Regions from separate parts of the Anser cygnoides genome. Here regions 2 and 3 are each linked to region 1. Evidence: chromatin contacts called from public Hi-C data. All regions are on one chromosome and are shown on one strand. Each heading gives the region's core, a stretch centred on a gene start, on an enhancer-like site or on the middle of the called end of the contact. The rest is flanking DNA. Distances are from core to core; before and after follow the strand shown.

The links. A called contact is a pair of places that touch in the nucleus more often than the background predicts.
Region 2: a contact with region 1 is called in a Hi-C map of liver, with 2.2 times the contacts expected there. The contact joins two enhancer-like sites. A contact is called at or near these places in 4 of 7 Hi-C or Micro-C datasets (granulosa cells and liver).
Region 3: a contact with region 1 is called in a Hi-C map of liver, with 2.8 times the contacts expected there. The contact joins the promoter of PROX1 here to the enhancer-like site in region 1. A contact is called at or near these places in 2 of 7 Hi-C or Micro-C datasets (granulosa cells and liver).

What each region holds. Positions count from the first base shown.
Region 1 is chr3:19,948,860-19,953,287 of Taihu_goose_T2T_genome, reverse strand. All of the region lies in intron 11 of RPS6KC1 (ribosomal protein S6 kinase C1), which reads right to left. Among named protein-coding and RNA genes, the nearest start is that of RPS6KC1, 77 kb to the right of the region's middle. Within about 2 kb of position 2,502, at least 2 of the 3 cell types and tissues checked have open chromatin away from gene starts, as enhancers often do. A contact at or near this core is called in liver, where this site is marked.
Region 2 is chr3:20,338,194-20,342,621 of Taihu_goose_T2T_genome, reverse strand. No RefSeq gene overlaps it. Among named protein-coding and RNA genes, the nearest start is that of PROX1, 52 kb to the right of the region's middle. Within about 2 kb of position 1,806, at least 3 of the 3 cell types and tissues checked have open chromatin away from gene starts, as enhancers often do. A contact at or near this core is called in liver, where this site is marked.
Region 3 is chr3:20,285,704-20,290,131 of Taihu_goose_T2T_genome, reverse strand. It overlaps PROX1 (prospero homeobox 1), which reads right to left and starts at 1,989. Exons shown (of 5, transcript XM_048057697.2): 1 at 1,732-1,989. It overlaps LOC136790348 (a long non-coding RNA gene), which reads left to right and starts at 2,225. Exons shown (of 3, transcript XR_010830114.1): 1 at 2,225-2,355; 2 at 3,271-3,640; 3 at 4,072-4,428.

The DNA.
Region 1 (4,428 bases), core at 1,253-3,752:
ATCAAATGAAGTATGAAAATAGGAAGTTTCATCTTAAAGGTACTCAATAACATACGAGCTTCTCTGTTCCTCTTTGGAAGAAATTTCCTCATGTCACTAACAGAAAAAAAAATCAGAGGCAACTATATTTTTTCTTCCTTTTAGCAACGCAAGATGGAATTAAAACTTCCTCTAAAATAATCAGGTGACGATAGAGACAAAGAAACCTTTTACTGCTCTGTTATCAAAAGAAAGCAAACACCATTTAACCCTTCAGCTATCTCTGTTGATTTTCAAAAGGCATCTCCTATACTATCTACAAGTTTCAGCTGCATTATTTAAAAGAAAAATGGAAAAAGAAAAGAAACCACGAACAGGTGAATTAGTTTCTTGCAGAGTTATTAACTGCCTTTTACACCAGCCAGACTGAATTACCAGATTCTTCTACAGCTTCACTACATCTCGCTGCTTACTCTAGTTAGAGAGTCTGCAAAAAACACAAGATCAGGTACTTCGCCTAAAACACGCAGTGTACTCACAACATGCCCGAGTGCCCAGGCACACCATATTATTTTCAGAAAATACCTGCTACTCCCTCCAAACCTCTGCTTTTAATTACCTACTCCAGGCTTATGCCATCCTGCTATTTCGGGAGCAGTCAGCTGTTAGTGTTTTCTGCGGGACACTCAGGTGCCTTTGGAGAGCTGTACACCTCCAAACGGTTGTACAGTTGTTACTCCCAGCTTCACAATAATCACTACTTTTTCCGCAGCTTCAGACCTTTTCTCGTTATTCACACCAGCCGTGTAGTTTCATGTTAATGTTCAGTCCCCTTTCTTATTGCCAGTGCTTTTAAAATCAAGCTAGCCTGTCCTTCTACACTTTTGCCCATTCAAAAGCCCTGTTTTTCCTTTCTTTTTTAGGATCGTCCTGAAACATTAATGTCACACAAAAAGCTATGACAGTCAGAAACAAAATTGAGGAAGTCCAGTCTTACACTATAGCCGTGAGACCAACCCACCCCTCGACACCTCTCAGGGTCAATGGCACTTTAATCCGCCACCGTTATTTTGCTTCTTAAACAATCTACTCCAAATTAAATGACTATAATACAAAATAGCAGAATTTAATGAGTGCCTGTAAATTTCTACTGAAAAACACACGCACATAATATGCAGGTTTTCCAGCATCAAATATCTATTTGATAAATAGAGGCAGACCATTTTTGTCTTGTGCAGAAAATAAAAATTATAGCACACAGGCTAATAATAGCATCCAGCAATTTTTATTTTAATGCCATATGCTTTAGGTTATCAGCTGCGCTTCACATCTGTATTTTCAATTGTCTACAAGTACAAGTTACATCTTCATTTGGGAGCATGAAAATCAGGCTGCACACTGAAACATTTTGGTCTGTTTTGGGGCAAAATCGTTTACCTAGAAAGCCTTCTTTTTAGTTACATTTTGCATTGTGTACAATTAGTATCAGGTTAGATAAAACCAAATATATATTTATATGCAGGCTTCTGTGAAGGCTAGTTTTTGTCAGTAAGGCTTGATTATAGCGCACAGCTTCTGAAAGCATGAGAGTAATACGATGCATTACTGATGGCCAGTTTCCTACTTTTATTTCCTACAAAGCTAAGCTTCCCAATCTCAACAAGCAAGTCTCCAGTTTTTAGTAAATGCAGCGTGGAGAAAACTCACGGTGTGGACAAGAAAGAAAAAAAGACTCCGACGAGAGCACAGTTCTGAAATCTCATCCTCTGATAACTCCACAGGGATACGACAGAACTTAGGCCCGGTGCTGGAAAGAGAGCTTAGAGAGTGTAAATAAAAACACTTCATTCACACACCGTATTTACATGTTACCTTAGACCAGCAAGCCACTTCTACGACATCCTGCTTTACAGGTTAGCTGGAAAAAGTACCTAAAAGATTTCTCTTTACATGTAAATCCTCGACTTAATCTGTTTTAGCTGGAAACAGACCCGACTAGCCTGTGGCTTTAGACAATCTTGTCGTTCTCATAAGTATTAAGCACACTATGGAGGGGCTTTCTAAAAAGAAAAGTTACCCATTTTATTTTAAAACTCACACTATCAAGAATGGAAAATAATTGTTACTCTGCTTAAAAGGTAACAACATTTTGTATTTAGGATCACAAAGATTGCAAAACCGATACTTAAATAACAGAAGGTGATCATTTGCATTTCAAAATTCATCTATCTTGCTTTTCCCTCAATTAGACCAAAACATGTTGATTCACAGGTTTGTGTGTGCGTTTGTTTCTTTTTTAAACTTATTTATAGTGCAGAATAATGGCCCCCCTGCTAGGCTGGCATTTGCTCAAGTTTCTGTCCGTGTAAATTGAATCTGTTACTGGAATTTTCCCCCCTTCAGAATACCAAGGCACATTAACCAAGAGATAAAGAGATACACTGCTGATACTATCAGCCACCGGGCAGGTGGATAACGTGAGGGGTTTTTTTTGTTAGTTTTTGTGGGGTTTTTTGGACAAATATGTGATAAGAGTTCTCAGGGGGCACCGAGAGCAAAGGGCTATTTAAACAGAAGTGAATCATTCTCGTCTGATCTGCTAATAACTTTGTATTCAGACATCAGCTGCTTAGCACACTTTAAAACACCCAGAAAACAAAATTACTGTAGAGAAAAGTGAAAACCAAAGAAAGCACAACAAAACATGTGAGCCTCACATTAGTCACCTTAACCGTATTAACACGGCAAAAAATCTCAGTGACAAGTGCTTAATTTCTTCTTTAAAAGCAAATAGGTTACTCTTGGCCAAAACCCCCACAGTTTTACTTCAAGTGGTGTTGAGTTTATAGGGGATGATTTATAATCCGCCATTTCCCTGGTGGTTTAGAGAAACAACATTTGACTTATCATAGGTGAACAGCAAAGATTTAGTTTGGCCATTAATCAAAGTATAGCACGGGCTCTACTTTCAAGCATCTGCAGCTTTGTTGTTCCAGTAGTTGCTTCAGCATCAACTTGTTTTTTAAGTAGAAATATGCGGGAGTAAAAAGACTTAGCCCGTTTTACCAAGATTCAACGGCACTACAACACTCTACAACTCCGAGCTTGTAAGTACAACCCTTGTATGCAAATCCTTGCAAATAAACCTCGTCTTCAGCCTCCAGCCCTTCTGTAAAGTGAGGCAAATTAGAGGCAGCAAGAGCCACAGCAACATCCATTAATGGTACAATGCCACCTGCCGTCACCAGTGCACAAGTGCAGCTTCTTGCCGAAGATTTATTCCTGCTTTTAATTTACGCACGATATAAAACGACAATTGCTATTTCAAACAGAATGAAGTATACTGTCAGCAGGAAACGGCACGCAGCTATTTAAACTATTCCGTCCCCCATCTTTCTGACACTTCTCCATTTATAATGGTTGGATTTATTCTGTTACTTTATACATATATTGCATAATCCCTTTTATATGCATGCAGTCAACAACTCTCCGTTTTTCATAGGATAACAGGAGCTGAGCAAGCCCTCGCTATCCACCGCGGAAAGGATCTGATCGCTGCTTCTGTACCGACACCACCTTCCTTTGCTTTAATACACAGTTACACGCTTGGGTATGAAAACCTCAAACACAAACTCCTAGGGTCCTGTAAGCAAACCCCAGCACACAGCTGGGCTTCTACCCTCCCCTGAGTCTGAAGAGCTTCAACATCAATACGTTACTACCCCTAGCCCCTCCAGAAATTAGATTCTGATATATGAATTGTAGAATTTAGATCCCATATTTTCCTCCAACCAATAAAGCGACTTAAAATTCAAATACACCCTCAGACACTTCACCACTAAGCACATTATATAACTTGTCATGTAAAAGAGTAACACCTAAAACCTTACCAATTAAAAAGATAAAATGGTTTCAAGTACAATTTTATATCTTTCACATAACTCTGCAATACAATTTCCTACCTATTTTAAATTGAACATATCCTTCAATCTATTTAACTTTCACATTCATTCTCTCCTTTTTCTACCTATGAAATTTGCTCCTCAAAAACCAATGCAGACCTGTTCTCAGACTGTAACACCAGACCCTAACAGACAGTGCTTTGGCAAAGACATCTTCCCTTTCTTGCATACTTTTAACGAGAGCATTAAAATAACGAAAAATTGAAAGTATGTTACATATAAACTTACCATATCCAAAACCTACTCTGTCCTGAGCTCAGATGAAAACACACACCAAGCTAAACACACGCAGACAAAATTTGCCAAGCCAAGTTTCACTGCATCTTCCAGTTAGAAGTGAAAAGGAGAGGTCAAGTACCCAGACGTATGGCAACACAGCCCACAACACCGGACACACCAGGAACATTCAAAACAAGATAAAGACTCACTTTGAGTCACTTTATTTAGTCGCTGTGTTGTATTATGATGAAATAAATAAATAAATCAT
Region 2 (4,428 bases), core at 557-3,056, 390 kb before region 1:
TGGTTTCAACAAAAGCCATCATTTTAGCCCAACTGCCTTGACTAAATTAAAATTTCCAATCTCTGTTTTAGTGTTCTGCAACTGATGTATACATAAGCAAAACTGGTCAACATCTGCCAGGGGGTTGGCCAAAAGTTCTGTAAAGATGTACTTCACATTTCTGAAGCATGTGCAAAGTAACAACGTACTTATCCTCCTGAGGGCTCTCATGATTTTACTTCACCATTTGTTCAGACACACTTTAGCAGCATATAAGCCATACAGTTGATTCTCCCCTTGGTTGCAGTTTTATCTGTAGTGTCATTTTGAGTAATTGGGGTATGGTAGCTGATCAACTTTCAGGTTTCTCATTGGCAGAAAGGGACTGTATTGGCACCAAGAAAGAATATGATGGGTCCTCTCGGTGCCTGAGCAAGTGTCCCTCTTTTGCACTTGGCTACCCAAGGCCATTAGAAAATAAGCTTAATAAAGCAACTCAGTGTATACATCTTAACTATTCCCAGCCAAGGGGATGCAGCTATAGAAGAAATATTTTAAACCAATATGAAAGATGGTAAATGTACATATTTAGTCAGTGATCTGTGAAAGTTTTTGAATTAGTTTTTAAAGCTTTGTTAAGACCAGAACGCACAGATGTTGAAAACAAGTTCAGATGTAGCGACAGATGGTATTTGATTATGAAGCAGACTGTTCATATAATACAAAGATGCTGCTTCTGCCATACACAAGTAACTGCAGAGAGTGCAGTAGAAATTTTGGAAGGCAGAGCAGTTCAAGAGGTTCTTTGTGCGGCAATAACTTTCACGTTTTTCCAGCAGTGCTTAGAATTGGGATAATTTTCTTTCTTTTGCAGTCAACACCCTCGCTGCCCCCCCGCCCCACCCCCTTTTCTGCCCTGTTGTATCGCTGCCTTGCACTTTTTGATTCTCTTTTCAGGTCATTTGAAATCGGGTTAAGGATAAATACACTTCGTTTATGTTTACGGAAGAACAAAGTTCCCCAGGGTTAATAATAACAATAATAATTATGATATATTCCTGATATCATCTGTTAAAATAAACAAAGAAGAGCACCGCATTTTGGATAAATCCTGAATTCTGCCAGTGACGTGGCCCAATATCCAGAATCGCAGGGCAGTTGTTTAGGTCTTTTGCTGGGGTGGACATACGTGCTGACTCGCTGCGGCTGCCGCCGCATTGACCTTGTTGAGACTGCGGTCATCCCCCTTCCACTTCCCTCCTCAAAAACCCCCAGAACGGCTCTGACATCTGCAAACACCGGCAGTTTGCTCTCCTGGGTTTGGGATAGAAGCCCTGGGGCAACCCCGGCCTTCCCGTGGGGCACGCAGGGCTGGGCACGGGCAGCTCCCCGCCGCCGGGGACATTTTCCTGGCTGCCACGGGGGCCACAGCGGGGGCCTGGGCAAGGCCAGTCGCCCCCGGGAGTGGCAGCTGCGGCAGGCGAGGGGCTGCCCAACGCTCTGGAAATTTCTGCAAGGGCACACACGCCGTCCAAGCAGGAGGCCCTGCCCTCCTGTGAGCGTCGGGCCTGGCCAACGGGCTCACAAAAATCCTCGGGGAGAGGATTCACCAATTTGCCCGTTGTCCCTCCTCCCCCAGGTTCTCCAAAAGCAAACGAGCGGGTAAACCAGTGCTTTAAAACATCGGGATGGGAAGGGGTGCCGGAAAGCACCGTCCCTACTCGGAAACAGGCCGGCACGGCAGCAGCACGTAGCTTGCGCAATTTAAAGCAGGGGCTTTGCGAGGGCTGCCCGCGAAGCCCTCGCTCTGTTAACGAGTAACAGCGGATGTTAATGAGTAACGCGGAGGGCTGGCAGCGGCCCCGCAGCCAGGCGGGTGGCCGGAGGGCCCAGCGCTATTCCTAGCCCCGCAGCGGGGGTCCTGGGGAGGAGGTGCTGCCATAACGCCCAGATTCGTGTAAGAAAGCTGGGAAATTTATGTCAGGTTTTGCCAACTCTAGCTGCACGCGTTTTAGTAGGGATAGGTCGGAATACACCCCTTGATCCGAGCATCCTTAGGCTCCCTGGCTGTTTGCGATCTGAGGCGAGCTCGGGGTGTGCATTTTCCCAGTCAGCCTTGACGGAGGTTTGAGCCTCAGCCTCGCGGGCTGCGTGAGCCTCCTGCAGCACGCCGGGGGCTTCCCCTGAGCGCCCCACGGGCCTCTGGCACGCACAAGGACAGGTACGTCCCTGGTCTGAACAGCCACTCCACAGCCCTGGACAGGGGCTGTGATTTCCCAGCTTTGTGTCCATCTCCCAGAAATGGTAAAATTCTGAAAGTATTATTCTAAAGTGCCTCCACTTCAGAGAAATCTGGGCTCAGGGTTTTGACCGGAGCTTCATCTCTTCCTTTAAAAGCTCTGACCAAATTATTGAGCTGATAAGCGATTCCCCTTGGTTTTACATGCGCTGGCATGAATTATCCTTGAGTGCTGCATATTAGGGTTGTTTTGTACTAAAAGGTGTTAAACACTTGTAATAAATATTTTTCCTTATTTCCCCTAGGACACAGTTCCATCTCTGGTTGGTGAAGCATAAAAAAGAGCTGTCATGCCCAGTTTTAATAGGCAATAGGATTTCAAGCCCCAAGAGTTGTTTCACAGTCTGGCAGTGGCCATAATGAAACTGGCCACTGTTGCCACAAGACTTTTTCCTCTCATGCGTTCTCCCCTGTTACCTCCCACAGCTGCTTGACTGGCAGGTCTCTTGCAAACTGCAAACATATTTACATTGGAGCTGGTAGTATTTCTTTAGCTATCTGTGTCATCTTTCCCTCTCATCTTTTTTTTTTCTTTTTTTTCTTTTCTGTTCTTTTTTTTTTTTTTTCCCCCCTAGTGAGGGACTCAACCTTAAGTCTAATTTTAAAGAATAAAATTAAACTCTGCAAGCAATTAACTGCCTCTGAGTGTGAACAGCAGTTCATTTTCATGTGTTTTGTTGGGAAGCAAAGCGCTTGTTTGTTTGTTTGTTTTTTCACAGTGACTCCCAAATAAATGGGAAAGTACCACTATTCACTTGCCTAGGATTTATTCATGAAAATGCAATCGCATTCTCCCAGGCTCTGGGCAGCGCGAGGTGGGGGATCTTTTTTTCTGCACCGGAGCTGGTGCCTCACTCTGCTTTGCAGCTCTGGAAAGAGACAGGCTAGCCTAAGCCAGCAAGAATTCATTTGGATGGCTAAAAAAAAATCACAACAAAAAAGTAAATATAATATACCTCTCTCACCTCTTTGAGGCACACGTGTGTTAGGGATACTAGTAGGCTGTACACAGAAATTTGCAGTGTGACAAATGATGGGTTTTCTGCACCCCACCGATCAATCAGGCTTTAACAGGCAGCTTCTCAGCCCCCCTTTCCCCCCACTTTTATTGAAACGCAGGCCTTGCAACGTGCCCAGAGGGTCAGAGACTTGGACCAGGCAGGGAAGCAGCCCCCCCCCACACACCCCCCCTTTATCAAGCAGTGCTGCCACCACCATGGGAGCCCTCCATCCCCGCTGAACAATAAGCTCTAGCGAAGATTTAATTTATTTTCCGTATTGTGTTCTTAAAATAAACCCAGCGCCATATTTTAAAACTGAATCAGATTAGTCTGTTTGGGGAAACACTGTAACCCGTCGCAGAGCGAGAGATGTGCTCGCCGTTGTTTCCTAAAAGCAGTCGCATGCTGCAACTCACCAGCCAGTTCCCTTCCCCTCCTAACAAAGAGGGAAGACTGGATCAGAAGGGATCATCTCCATAGAAATTGTGTTGGCACAACCTAGACTGGGCATAAATAAGGGTACAGACCAAGAAAACGAGAGCAATTAACTCTTTCAGGCTCTCAAATCACAAAATGCCATGTTCCACATTCAGCCTCCCGGTAATTCGTCATGTAAAGGACCCCAGTTCCTCCCAACGGTCTCAGTGGCATAAAAGCGCTCCGTTTGCCTTGGCCAGAGATGATTCACGTCTTCCTAAGGATTTTAAAGCTAGAACGCGCTATCTTCCTTATTGTAAAAATTCCAGGTATTAGGGGAACTGAGGATTTCCAGGCACAGATGGCCAGATCTGCAGAATTTGGATCATTTCAGGGTGCTCGAAGCCTGGGAAAGTTGATTTGGCCCTTTGCAGTGACAGGGACCACTTGCCAAGTTCCAGTCTAGCTCTGAACTCCTGCAGTATTATGAGATGCCAATAGCCAGGATTTCTTATTTAGAGCTCTGTGTGTTTTCAACTGCAGGGTAAAATGTATTTCATAGAACAAGTATATTTGAGAGAAAAAATGATCTGGGCACAGGGTGAGCTAGCAATTACCCATGCAGATCTTATCCTTCCGTCCATTATTTGGGTACCTAAGGGTGATCTCCCTTTCCTTCATCGAGTTAACTCTTGCTACCTAACACAAAAATGAGCCCTTCCACATAATCCT
Region 3 (4,428 bases), core at 740-3,239, 340 kb before region 1:
CCATTCGGCCAGCGGGATACAGCTCTCGGAATAATTTCATGGGGAGCTGGTAGCAAAAAGTCTCTACCTTGGAGTTTTTACCTCGGCTCCGCTCCTGCGGCGTCGATCCTCTATCCACCCCCCGAGCACCACCGAGCACCTCCCGGCCCGGGATACCTCGGAGAAAGGCCAAAAAGCACCCAAAACGAGCAAGAAGGGGCCGCGGAGGCTTCAAACTTTCCCTGATTGACGGCTGCTCGCAGCCCAACCGAGGGGAGAGGAGCGGGGAGGGGGCTCGGGGGCGGGCAGCGCTGGGCGGCGGGGGGCGCAGCGCCGCGGGCATTGCGCGGCTCGGCCCCGCCAGGTGCTGCCCCTGGCCCCCCCCCCTCCCCCCCCCCCGCATTTTTTTCCCGGAGCAGCGGAGACCCCCGCCCGTTCGGCAGGAGGTTTAGCATCCTCCAGCCTTGCCGGGGACCCCTTCCCGTAGGGGCCCCGCAGTCCGCCTCGGTTTTGGGGTTCTCCCCGACGCGGGGTGCTGACCCCAAAGCCTGCCCCCCCCGCCCCCCCCTCCCGCGCTGTAACTCCGTTTGAACGCATGGCAAAGTGCTTCGGGGCGCTCGGGAACCGTAAAAACGCTCAGGAGGTTCTCCGGCAAAACCTAAGGGAAATAAAATAACCCACCGCCCCCAATGGAATAAACAACCCCAAACAAGCAAACAACCAGAAAGTAGCAGCAACCCGAGCGCTCGGCCACACTGGGCTCCTATCCCGCGCCTCGCATCCCATCTCCCCGTGTGCTCGCTACCTACCGCTCCAATCCCATTTTCTCCGCATTTGCCCAATTCGCAGCTCGTCCCACCCTTGGAAATGACAAAGTGATCGCAACGAGGAGCGGACTAAGAATAATAATAAAAAAAAAAAAAAAGTCCCTGCCCTTCCCGGCCGGGGTTAAAAAGGAGAAGTAACGACATGCAAACGGCAGGCAAATGGGAAGGGACAAAAAGAGCGGCGGCGATAATAAACAAGACAAAGGGGAGCCTCGGAGCACCCGAGCAGGAGTTGGAGGCAGGGGATGGGGAACTTCGGCGGGGGGTAGGAGGAAGCCGGGACCACGAAGAAGGAGCCCGAGAGCCGTCGCATCTCCCGGCCCCGCCGAAGCGCCCCCGAGCCGCGGGACGAGACAAAAAGGAGCCCCCCGGGGGCGAGGGGGGGGTCCCGCGGCGGGGACCTGCGGCCGCCCGGTGGGAAGTCGGGGAATGGGGAGCGGGGTTTGACAGGGGGGCTTGTCCACACCCCCCACACCCTTCCCATTCCCTGGGTCATCTAAAGCAGCCCCAAGTGGGAATTAAAACAAAAAAACAAAAAACAAAAAAAAAAGAAGGAGAAAGAAGAAGGAGAAAGAAGAAGAAGGAGAAAGAAGAAGAAGGAAAAAGAGAAAGAAAAAGGAGAAAAATAGAAGGGAAAAAAATAGAAGGAAAAAGATATAGGAGAAGGGAAAAATAGAAGGAAAAATAGATGGAAAAGAAATAGAAGAAGGAGAAAGAATAGAAGAGGGGAAAAGAACAGAAGAGGGGAAAAGAACAGAAGAGAGGAAAAGAATAGAAGAGGGGAGAAGAAATAGAATAAGGTAAGAGAAGAAAAAAGAAATAGAAGAAGGAAAAGAATAGAGGGGGAAAATAGAAGGAAAAAACAGAAGAAGGAAAAAAAGAAGAGGGAAAGCAGGGGCTGAGGAGAGAGGGAGAGGATACTTACTCGGTGCAGAGGCGACGAAACTGAGCCTCTCTTTTTTTTTTTTTTTGCCGGTGCAAAGAGGGAGAAAGGGCGACGCGCACATGCACGGCGCGCCCGCGCCCCGCTCGCTCACACGCGCGCTCGGAGCAGCGCCGCTGCTGGGGGCTGCGGGGGCTGCGCGGGGCTGCGCGGGGGAGTGTGCGGGGCCGTGCGGGGCTGCGCGGGGCTGTGCGGGAGCGTGCGAGCGTGCGGCGCCGTGTGCGCGGCGAGTGTGCGGGAGCGTGGCGGGGCAGGGCTGGGCAGGGCTGGGGCTGGGCTGGGGCTTGGGGCAGGGCTGGGGCTGGCCGAGCCGAGCCGAGCCTGGCCAAGCCGAGCCGCGCCGCGCCGAGCCGGGCGCTCCGCACCGCCCCAAGATTTACTTTAAGACACAGCTGAAGGAAACAGGAAGACCCGACGTCACGCTCCGAGTGACGTGGGCCCGGCCCGGCGCCCAATCGGCAGGCTCCTTGGGCCGGGGGGGGGCCGGCGAGAATTTGGCAGGAGCCGGGGGAGGGCTCCGGGGGGGCCCCGACACCGCCCCGGTCCCCCCCCGCCGGCCGGCGGCGTGGGGCGCGCACCTGCGTGGGGCCGAAAACTTCGCCCGAAGTCGGCCCCGGGGGCGAGGGGGCGAGGGGGGGGGGGCGAGGGGGGGCTCCGTGGGGGATGCCCGGGGGTGTCCGGGGGTGCTGCGTGTGCGCGGGGGGGTCCACGCGTGTTTCCAAGCGTCCCCGCGCCCCGCCGCGCTTGTGCCGCGCGTGGGGCAGCGCGATGGGGAGCGGGGCGCTCCGAAAGTTTGGGGCAAGTGGCGGCCACCCCGAGGCGGCTGCCAGCCGGCTCCCGCTTTAAAATCGATAGGGGGAAAATTAAATTCTTCTTCTTATCGGCTCTCAGCGGCAAAAAGGAAGGATGCTCCCGGCCGGGCCGGCGGCGCAGCGCCGCGGTGTGCGAGCAGGGAGCGCCCGGCTGCTGCCGCTGCGGAGCCGAAATTTGGCCCGGGGAGCGAGGGCAGGCACCGCACCCGCGGCTCCTGTTGGCTTCCCCCCCCCCCGGCAGCCCCCCGACCGCTTTTCCCCATCTGGGGCTCCGGAGCGGAGCCCCCCGGCCGGCCTCACGCGTGGGTGCGCGCAGGGTGCCGGCACCCCCTGTGCCTGCCCCGGGCACGGGCACCCGACGGCTGCAGGAATTTGGGACCCCAAAGCTGCCCCCCAGCCGGGACCAGGCTCCCTCTGCCCCAGCGGGACCGGGGTCACGCATGGGGCCGCAATTCCCCGGGACAGGCTGCGGGGGGGTGATTTTAGGGGCCACCTTTAGGAAAAAGGGGTGCTGAGCCCCTGCCTGGGTCCCCGCGCGTCCATCGCGCCTTGCCAGGTGCCAAATTCAGGCTCCCCTTGTAGCCCTAAGTGCTGCAGGGGCTGCGGAACAAGGGTGCAGAAGTGTGCCTGGACGCGGGGGGAGATAGGCTAAATCTGGCGGGTGAGTGACTCTCCTGAATTCTTTCCTTTTTTTTTTTTTTTTTTAAAGGACACTGGGATTTGTGCAGAGGTGAAGCTGAATGGTGCAAACTCAGATATATAATAACTAACTGCCTCTGCCAGTGGGCTCGTCACCACTGGGGCTCAACTTCGCTTCAACCACCACTGGTTTGCTCGAGGCGGAGGAAAGAGAAACTGAGGCACTGCGGGTGCAGCGGCGTCCCCACGGTCAAGCAGACTGGGTCTCTTGCACGCCCCCTTCCACCTGGATGCCCACAGACCCTATGTCTCTTTCCATCCCAGAGGACAGGCAGCCTTTTAAGGAACTCAAGCTGATGTTTCGAAGCCCAGCAGTAAAATTAGTCTCCCACCCACCGGAATCATAGACCTGGTGATGGGGCAGGCTCCTGGTGCTGCGGGTGGGTGCACAACTGGTGGCCCCTTGCTGCCCCACAGCCCCCCAACCAACTGCATGTGGGGTCCCAGCAGTGAGCTGAGGTCCCATGTCCCTTGACAAGTGATAGTTCTCAAGTAGCCTCCCATAATGTCTGTTTCCTGAATTTTGAACCTCTCCCCCCAAATTAATTCACATTAACAAAGTTTGGATCCATAGTCAGGGGGTGCGGGCTCTCTTCTCCTACCCCACTGCCACCAACTAACGCTTGGTGTGTCTCCAGCTTCAGACCCAAATACTGCATTTCCTCCAGATACTGGGGTCATCAGGTCTATGTTCAGCCAGCTGTGAGCTTGGCCCATCAGAAATAAATCCTCCTTCAAATTTTGGTACCTCTGACTAGAAAACGTTCACTGCAAGCTGACAGTTTTCTCTGTGTGTATTTCTTTCTTCAAGGGGAAAAAGCAGATGCAAGAAACTTGGGAAAACTTTTGAAATGTGTCCATGGCCATGGGTGATTCCTCTGTCCCTTTGCAGCACGACAAGAAAATTGGAAGTGACAAGGGTTTATTGTTGGGACTGCCTTTTCTTTGATCATTTTCCTTGCTCTGTCTGCTCACAGCAAATGAAGTAAAGAGCTGTGAATACATAGCAGGTTTTCTTTTCTTTTTTTCCTTTTTTTTTCTTTTTTTTTTTTTTCTTCCTAAGGGGTGGGGAAGGTCCAAGCACTTTCATGTGCAAAACAAACAAAAAAACAAACAAACCCACAACAACAAAGGCATGATTCTTCTCTTATTTGCACTGATGTTAATT